Regions from separate parts of the Oryctolagus cuniculus genome. Here region 2 is linked to region 1. A link is a contact called in public Hi-C data. All regions are on one chromosome and are shown on one strand. Each heading gives the region's core, a stretch centred on a gene start, on an enhancer-like site or on the middle of the called end of the contact. The rest is flanking DNA. Distances are from core to core; before and after follow the strand shown. Region 1 has its middle 95 kb from the start of DUSP6. Region 2 holds the start of DUSP6 (dual specificity phosphatase 6).

Region 1 (3,220 bases), core at 485-2,984:
TCATATTCCCTCCACACTGACAGAACAAATTTTATTTTGGTTCCGGAATTATTAACACAATTGGGTATAGCAATACATTTGTTGCTCTGCTTTGAACTGATTTTTTTTTATTTTTTAATGGAGAGAAAAATAGGCTAAATTATAGCAGTAAGTTATAATAGTATTTAAAAATTTATTTAAAATTTATTTATTTTACTTGAAAGTCAGTTACAGAGAGAAGGAGAGGGAGAGAAGGAGAAAGGGAGAGAGGGAGAGCGAGAGAAAGAAGAGATTCCATCTGCTGGTTCACTCCCCAGTTGGCCGCAGTGGCCGGAGCTGCACTGATCTGAAGCCAGGAGTCAGGAGCTTCCTCCAGGTCTCCCATGTGGGTGCAGGAGCCCAAGCACTTGAGCCATCTTCTACTGCTTTCCCAGGCCATAGCAGAGAGCTGGATCAGAAGTGGAGTGGCTGGGACTTAAACGGGTGCCCATATGGGATGCTGGCACTGTGGGCAGTGGCTTTACCCTCTATACCATAGTGCCAGCCCCTTTGATAGTACTTTTTACGTAAAGAATCTTCAGGAATAGATTAGAATTAGCTTAGAATATAATTAGGAATCTAAAGGTTGCCAGCATGCAAGATTGTGTGAACACATAAACCTATTATAAGCCTTAAAGAATCATTGTGAACCACAAGTCTAATGAAAAGAACATTGTAATAAAAGGGATCATCAAAAGGTTCTTGGAAAATTCACATTATTTCATTTATTTGTTTATTTGAGACAGATATATAGAAAGAGCTCCCTTCACTGGTACCCTCACCAAGTGCCCACGATGGCTGGGAGTGGGCCAGGCTGCAGCTCAAGGAAGGAATTCAACCCACATCTTCCACATGGTGGCAGGGACCCAACCACCCGAGTCATCGCCACTGCCTTCCAGGGTCTGCATTAACAGGAAACTGGAGTCAGGAGCTGGAGCTGTTTCTGAACCCAGGTACTCTGATGTGGGAAGCTGGCATATTATGCAGAATCTTAACTTCTAGTCTAAATGTCCACCCCACATTTTCTTTTCATTCTGCTGTTCTACAAACTACTGTAGCCTCTTTGTAGATACTGGGAAAAGTGGATTCTTATCTGAGTTCTATTAGTAACTAATTATGTGACTTATGGTAAATGCTTTAGACTTTCTGTATTTCTTTCCTAACCTATGAAAAATAATGCATTTGAGTTTTGGTAGAAATATGAACTTGTGTGTAGGCTTTTGTATGTAGAAATACAAGGGGTCCCTTGTCACGCTCGTGGGCTTGTGCTGTAGTATTGCTAATGAAGTTGTTACCCTCTGCATGTTCTCTTGGAGCCAAAGGCTGGTGTTTTCTCTTTCCTGCCTGGCGTGAGACATACTGAGTATGAGTGTGTTAACTTTGGTCTTCCTGGCATTATACTTGAACCAATTAAATGAATGATGTAGCAAGTGCAGTTGCCACAGAGTTTATACCCAATAATATCCCCAAAGGGTTACACATGGCTGATCCTTGACCCAGGAAAGGCAGTTATAAAAATCCACTACGCAACTGGACGCTGACAAAAGTTGTTTCTCAGTGAGTCATTTGTCAGTGGTAACAAGAAAGAGTTAGGGACAAGTGGAAAATGTTTGTTATTTTTATGGCAACTAAATTTCAACAGATGAGCAGAAAGTTGTCATGGGGCACATGTGAATAACAGTTGGGTTATTTCAAAGCCAACAACCCTTGCTTCCTGTAGGAGTGCTTGCAAATGCCTATCATTCAAACATCTTTCCAGTTACCAATTCAGCCTTTGTGGAAAACCAGTCTCTGCTATTTATATGCAGCCGGAAACAGGGGATGAAGGGGTCGGACCTGGAGGAGGGTTCTGGTTTGGATTTTGTTCTCTTCACAAGTCCTTTAACCATTCTGGGAATGTGTTTTTTCATCTGTAAAATGAAGCTGTTTTTAGATAAATCCCTCAAGATCATTTCTGCTCTAAATATCTGTGGCTTATGAACTCAATGACCATAAGTAAGTGGTAAAATCTCAGTATCATCTTGTTGATTATGAAATCAGGGGAAAGGGTATTTGTTTGTAATAGGCCTTAATCAACAAATGATATCTCTCAACTGTGCCTTTATGACATGTTTGATCTAGGCTTGCTGATATATGAGTGGTAAACTGTTGACTCGGCTGTTTTGCATAATAAATTATTCCTAATGAGAAATTTAATGTAAGATAATTGCAGTTTCAAATCCTTATCTATGGAAAGGTTATTGACTTGTTTTCTTTTGGGAATAAACCTCATGAGTAAGCTTTCTCTAACTGTGTGATACAGGGTCTAGAATATTTAAAAATATTCTAAGGTACCAGCACCTTCTCCCCCAAAATGCCACTCTTGCCATTTGAATAAAGGTATCCTTCCAAGCTTAACACTCAAGAAATCTCACTTTATTTTCTTTAAAAGGCATTGAATTGAAGATTCTGAGGAAGCTGCTGGCTGCTCACCATGGTGCTGTAACAGTTATTTATTTATAATATGTCGGTCCCTGGTGAATGGATCAGAGGTAGTTTGATTTTATATATTTTTCCAAAGGGTAGTTTGTCAGGTTTTATGAGCTTGTACAGTTATTATGGGGGGTTCTCAGCATCTAGATGATGAGCCTAACAGTTGAAATTGACTTACAATTCCTTGTCATATCTGCAGTTCTGCAGAGCCCTAGATTCCTTGCACGTGTCGAAAAAGCGACATAGTTCTGCATGGGCTGACCCGATGTTTTGTGCTTTATCCGAGGTGGCTTGTTTCTCAGAAAGAATGAGACTGCTGTAAGAAATGAAAGATAAGCTATGGTGAGACAGTTATCAGGTTAATAAAGAAGGGACTTAGATAAAGGCCCTGAGATGAAAGGCCAACAGCAGGGCTGAAATAGCAACTTGGCTGGGTTATCACGCGTAGGTCTGTGAGAGCGAACCCTTCTTGTGCAACGTTGCCATCACAGTCTATACTGAGGAAGGCATGTGCAGCGCAGGACAACCCTCTTCACTGATTAGCATTTCCTTTCACTTTGAAAGAGCAGGTCATGTGCTCGGACAATTACAGACCATAAATCATAATTGGTCAATGAAATTGTGATTTTCCTAAGTATTTCCTTAGTTCTTTTTTTCCCAGAACCCCAAACTTTCCTAGGACAATAGTTTCATTTAATGGCTTAGCTTTTGTGTGGGGAAGGCCATAAAT
Region 2 (3,220 bases), core at 271-2,770, 95 kb before region 1:
GCCGCCGACCGCGCACAGGTGGTTTTCCGCTGGGAGGGGCGCCTGGCACTTTTATGTAACAATAGAGCTCGGCGCCTCGGCCGGCCTGCGCCCCCTACCGCCGCCCACAGCTCGCCTGCCTGGCCCGCACCTCCCCAAGTTACCTGCTGGCTCTGCGGGGGGCCAGAGACGTGCCCCGAGACCCCCTCATATTTTGAGAGCCAGGAGGTACTGTCAGGCTCCACTCTAAGCCGCTCACCCGCCCCCGATCTCTAGGGAGCCCGGAGTTCCTCGCTCAGCCCCGCACCCGTCCACGGGGTCGCGGGAGGCCCCTCGCCCGCCACACGGGGAGGCGCGGGCGGCGGGGCCGTGGGGTGGGGGTGGGGGGGTGAGGAGTCCCATGCGCAGGCGCGGCTGGTGCTCCCCGACTGCCCGGCGCTGGGCTAGGGGCTGGGGGGCTGCTGGGGCTGGGGAGGCGCCCCTCGGACTTGCTTCCAGGGCTGCGGTAACCCATCCCCGAGTCCTCCCGCTGAGCCCCCTCAACCTGCAGGCCTCCGGCAAGGACTCCCCCGGTGCCAAATCCGACCGCGGGCAGTGCCAGTCCGGCGCGGCGCGTCGTAGCGCCCCTCGCAGGCACTGCAGTCGAAAACTCAGCTTCTCGCCCAGAAATCACGAAGGAACGCGACCCCGCAGCGCTCCGTGGCTGAGACCCTAGTGGGGCGCGGGGGGCAGGGGCTGGATCACGGACACAATGGCTCCTGTCGCTCCACGCTGCCGGAGCGGAGTCAAGACAACGGACTGCTGGCGAGTTCCCTTCTGTACGCGACACTGCTTTTAAACCAAAGTCTTTTTTTTTTTTTAAGTATATATGCTGCCGAACCGAGCCCTTTTTTTTTTTTTAACTAAAAGCTTTGGGGGGGGGGGGGGTTGTGTAACCAGACGACCACCACCAAAAAAAAAAATTGTGTATTTGTTCGCTTAAAAAATGTTTCAACAAACTGGCTTGTTTCGAAAGATGTTGGATTAGCATTTAACACCTCGGCGGTCACTAAAGCCGCAAAGCAGCTCACCAGCCCCAACACGGCCTCGGCTAAAAGAACATCAGAGAAAACAGAGCTGGGCTTTTAAAACTTGCAAACAAATGCCACACACCGCCTAGAAAGGGGGGGGGGGGAGGCTAAAGAGAACTCAGGTCCAAGCGAGTGTGCTGGGAACAAAGGGGGGCAAAGGAGGGGGGTGTAGCACAAGTTTCCCTAAAGCTATCTCGCAAGCACAAGCGTAGCGAACAAGGGCCTTTGTGCATGCTAACTGCACCGTGTATGCGCTAAAGTTCCGACGCGAAGTGCGAACTCTCGGCAGAAGGAAACACGAGACAACTGAAGTGCCCCGGTTTGTGCGCCCCGCTCCTCCTCCACCGCCGCCGCCGCCTCTCTCTCCTCCTCCCGCCCAGCCCGCTGCTGCAGCTTGTTTGCACTGGGGCTTATCCGGAGCGGAAATTCCTTTCCGTTTTTGTGAATGACAAACTCATTAACAATTCATCAACACAACCTGTTCCAGCCGGCCCGTCCCCACGGCAACAGCCCCTTCCGCAGCGCGCTCATTGGCTGGCCCGGAGAATGTATCCATTGAGGCGCTCGCTGTTTGTATCCATTGAGGAGCTGCCTCGCGCAGGGGGTGTGCGCGGGTTGAGTCCTAGGGACAGTGAGCAAATCGAGGCTTTGGTAATCCGGGGAGAGAGACGCCCGGGTAGATCTGAGGTGCAGCCTCAGAGGGAGGGATTAGCAGCCGCTAGACTTTTTTTTTTTTTTTCCTTCTTCTTCTCTCGGTAGCACGGAGTCCGAATTAATTGGATTTCATTCACCCGGGAGGAACAAAACTGGGCAGCTTCATTCAGAGATTCATTGACGCCGGGCGCGAGCGGCTGCAGCTCGGGTGCAGAGAGGACGGCCGGGTTCCCGTCTGTCTCGCCTTCCCCAGCCGCTAGCCTGGACTTGGGAAAGGCGAGGCGGAATTAAAACCCCGCTCCGAGAGCGGCGGCTTCGCGCGGCGCGCTCGGCCTATGCCTGCCCCGAGGGGCGTCTGCTAGGGCACCCCACCTTCTCCTGCAGCTCGACCCCCATGATAGATACGCTCAGACCCGTGCCCTTCGCGTCGGAAATGGCGGTCAGCAAGACGGTGGCGTGGCTCAACGAGCAGCTGGAGCTGGGCAACGAGCGGCTGCTGCTGATGGACTGCCGGCCGCAGGAGCTGTACGAGTCGTCGCACATCGAGTCGGCCATCAACGTGGCCATCCCGGGCATCATGCTGCGGCGCCTGCAGAAGGGCAACCTGCCGGTGCGCGCGCTCTTCACGCGCAGCGAGGACCGGGACCGCTTCACCCGGCGCTGCGGCACCGACACGGTGGTGCTGTACGACGAGAGCAGCAGCGACTGGAACGAGAACACCGGCGGCGAGTCGGTGCTCGGGCTGCTGCTCAAGAAGCTCAAGGACGAGGGCTGCCGGGCCTTCTACTTGGAAGGTACGTGCCCCAGGCGCGCGGCCAGGGCCACCCACACCCAGCAAGGGGCCGGGAACCACGCGCGCTCCGCGCGGCAGAGCCGGGCCGCGGAGGTTTCTTGCTAACCCGAGATCTGCGTCTTTCACCTCCACCTCGATCCTAGTTTTCTACCTTCTCAATTTGAAGTAAGATTTGCAGGGCTGGGGAGGTGGTGGTGGTGGGGTTACAGAAATGTTGCCAATTTGTGCATTTCCGGACTCAAAAGAGTGAGGGATCCCCAGGGGAGGCGGCCCGGTTCCTTCCATTCCTGAGGGCGCACATTTAAATGTGTTTTTCTGATCTTCGGCTCTGCGCGCAAGGGGGTTGGAAGGGTGCTTGTGGTATTTCCTGCCCGCGGCTGCGGTTCTCACGAGCCGTGAAAACTACTACGGCATCTCGGGTTACACGACTCCTTTTTCTCGCCCTGGCAGGTGGCTTCAGTAAGTTCCAAGCCGAGTTCGCCCTGCACTGCGAGACCAATCTAGACGGCTCGTGTAGCAGCAGCTCTCCGCCCTTGCCGGTGCTGGGGCTCGGGGGCCTGCGGATCAGCTCTGACTCCTCCTCGGACATTGAATCTGACCTTGACCGAGACCCCAACAGTGCCACGGACTCAGATGGCAGCCCGCTGTCCAACAGCCAGCCCTCCTTCCCGGTGGAGATCTTGCCCTTCCTGTACTTGGGCTGTGCCAAGGACTCCACCAACTT

The links. Hi-C and Micro-C count contacts between places; a contact is called where the count stands out from the background.
Region 2: a contact with region 1 is called in a Hi-C map of an unstated tissue, with 2.5 times the contacts expected there. The contact joins the promoter of DUSP6 here to the enhancer-like site in region 1. A contact is called at or near these places in 2 of 6 Hi-C or Micro-C datasets (ear pinna and an unstated tissue).

The regions. Positions count from the first base shown.
Region 1 is chr11:91,906,160-91,909,379 of mOryCun1.1, reverse strand. No RefSeq gene overlaps it. Among named protein-coding and RNA genes, the nearest start is that of DUSP6, 95 kb to the left of the region's middle. Within about 2 kb of position 1,734, at least 1 of the 8 cell types and tissues checked has an H3K27ac peak or open chromatin away from gene starts, as enhancers often do.
Region 2 is chr11:92,001,189-92,004,408 of mOryCun1.1, reverse strand. DUSP6 (dual specificity phosphatase 6) reads left to right here and starts at 1,520. Exons shown (of 3, transcript XM_002711379.5): 1 at 1,520-2,497; 2 at 2,947-3,220. The coding sequence starts at 2,098. LOC103348378 reads left to right here. Exons shown (of 5, transcript XM_070053191.1): 4 at 1-207; 5 at 530-823. The coding sequence ends at 694.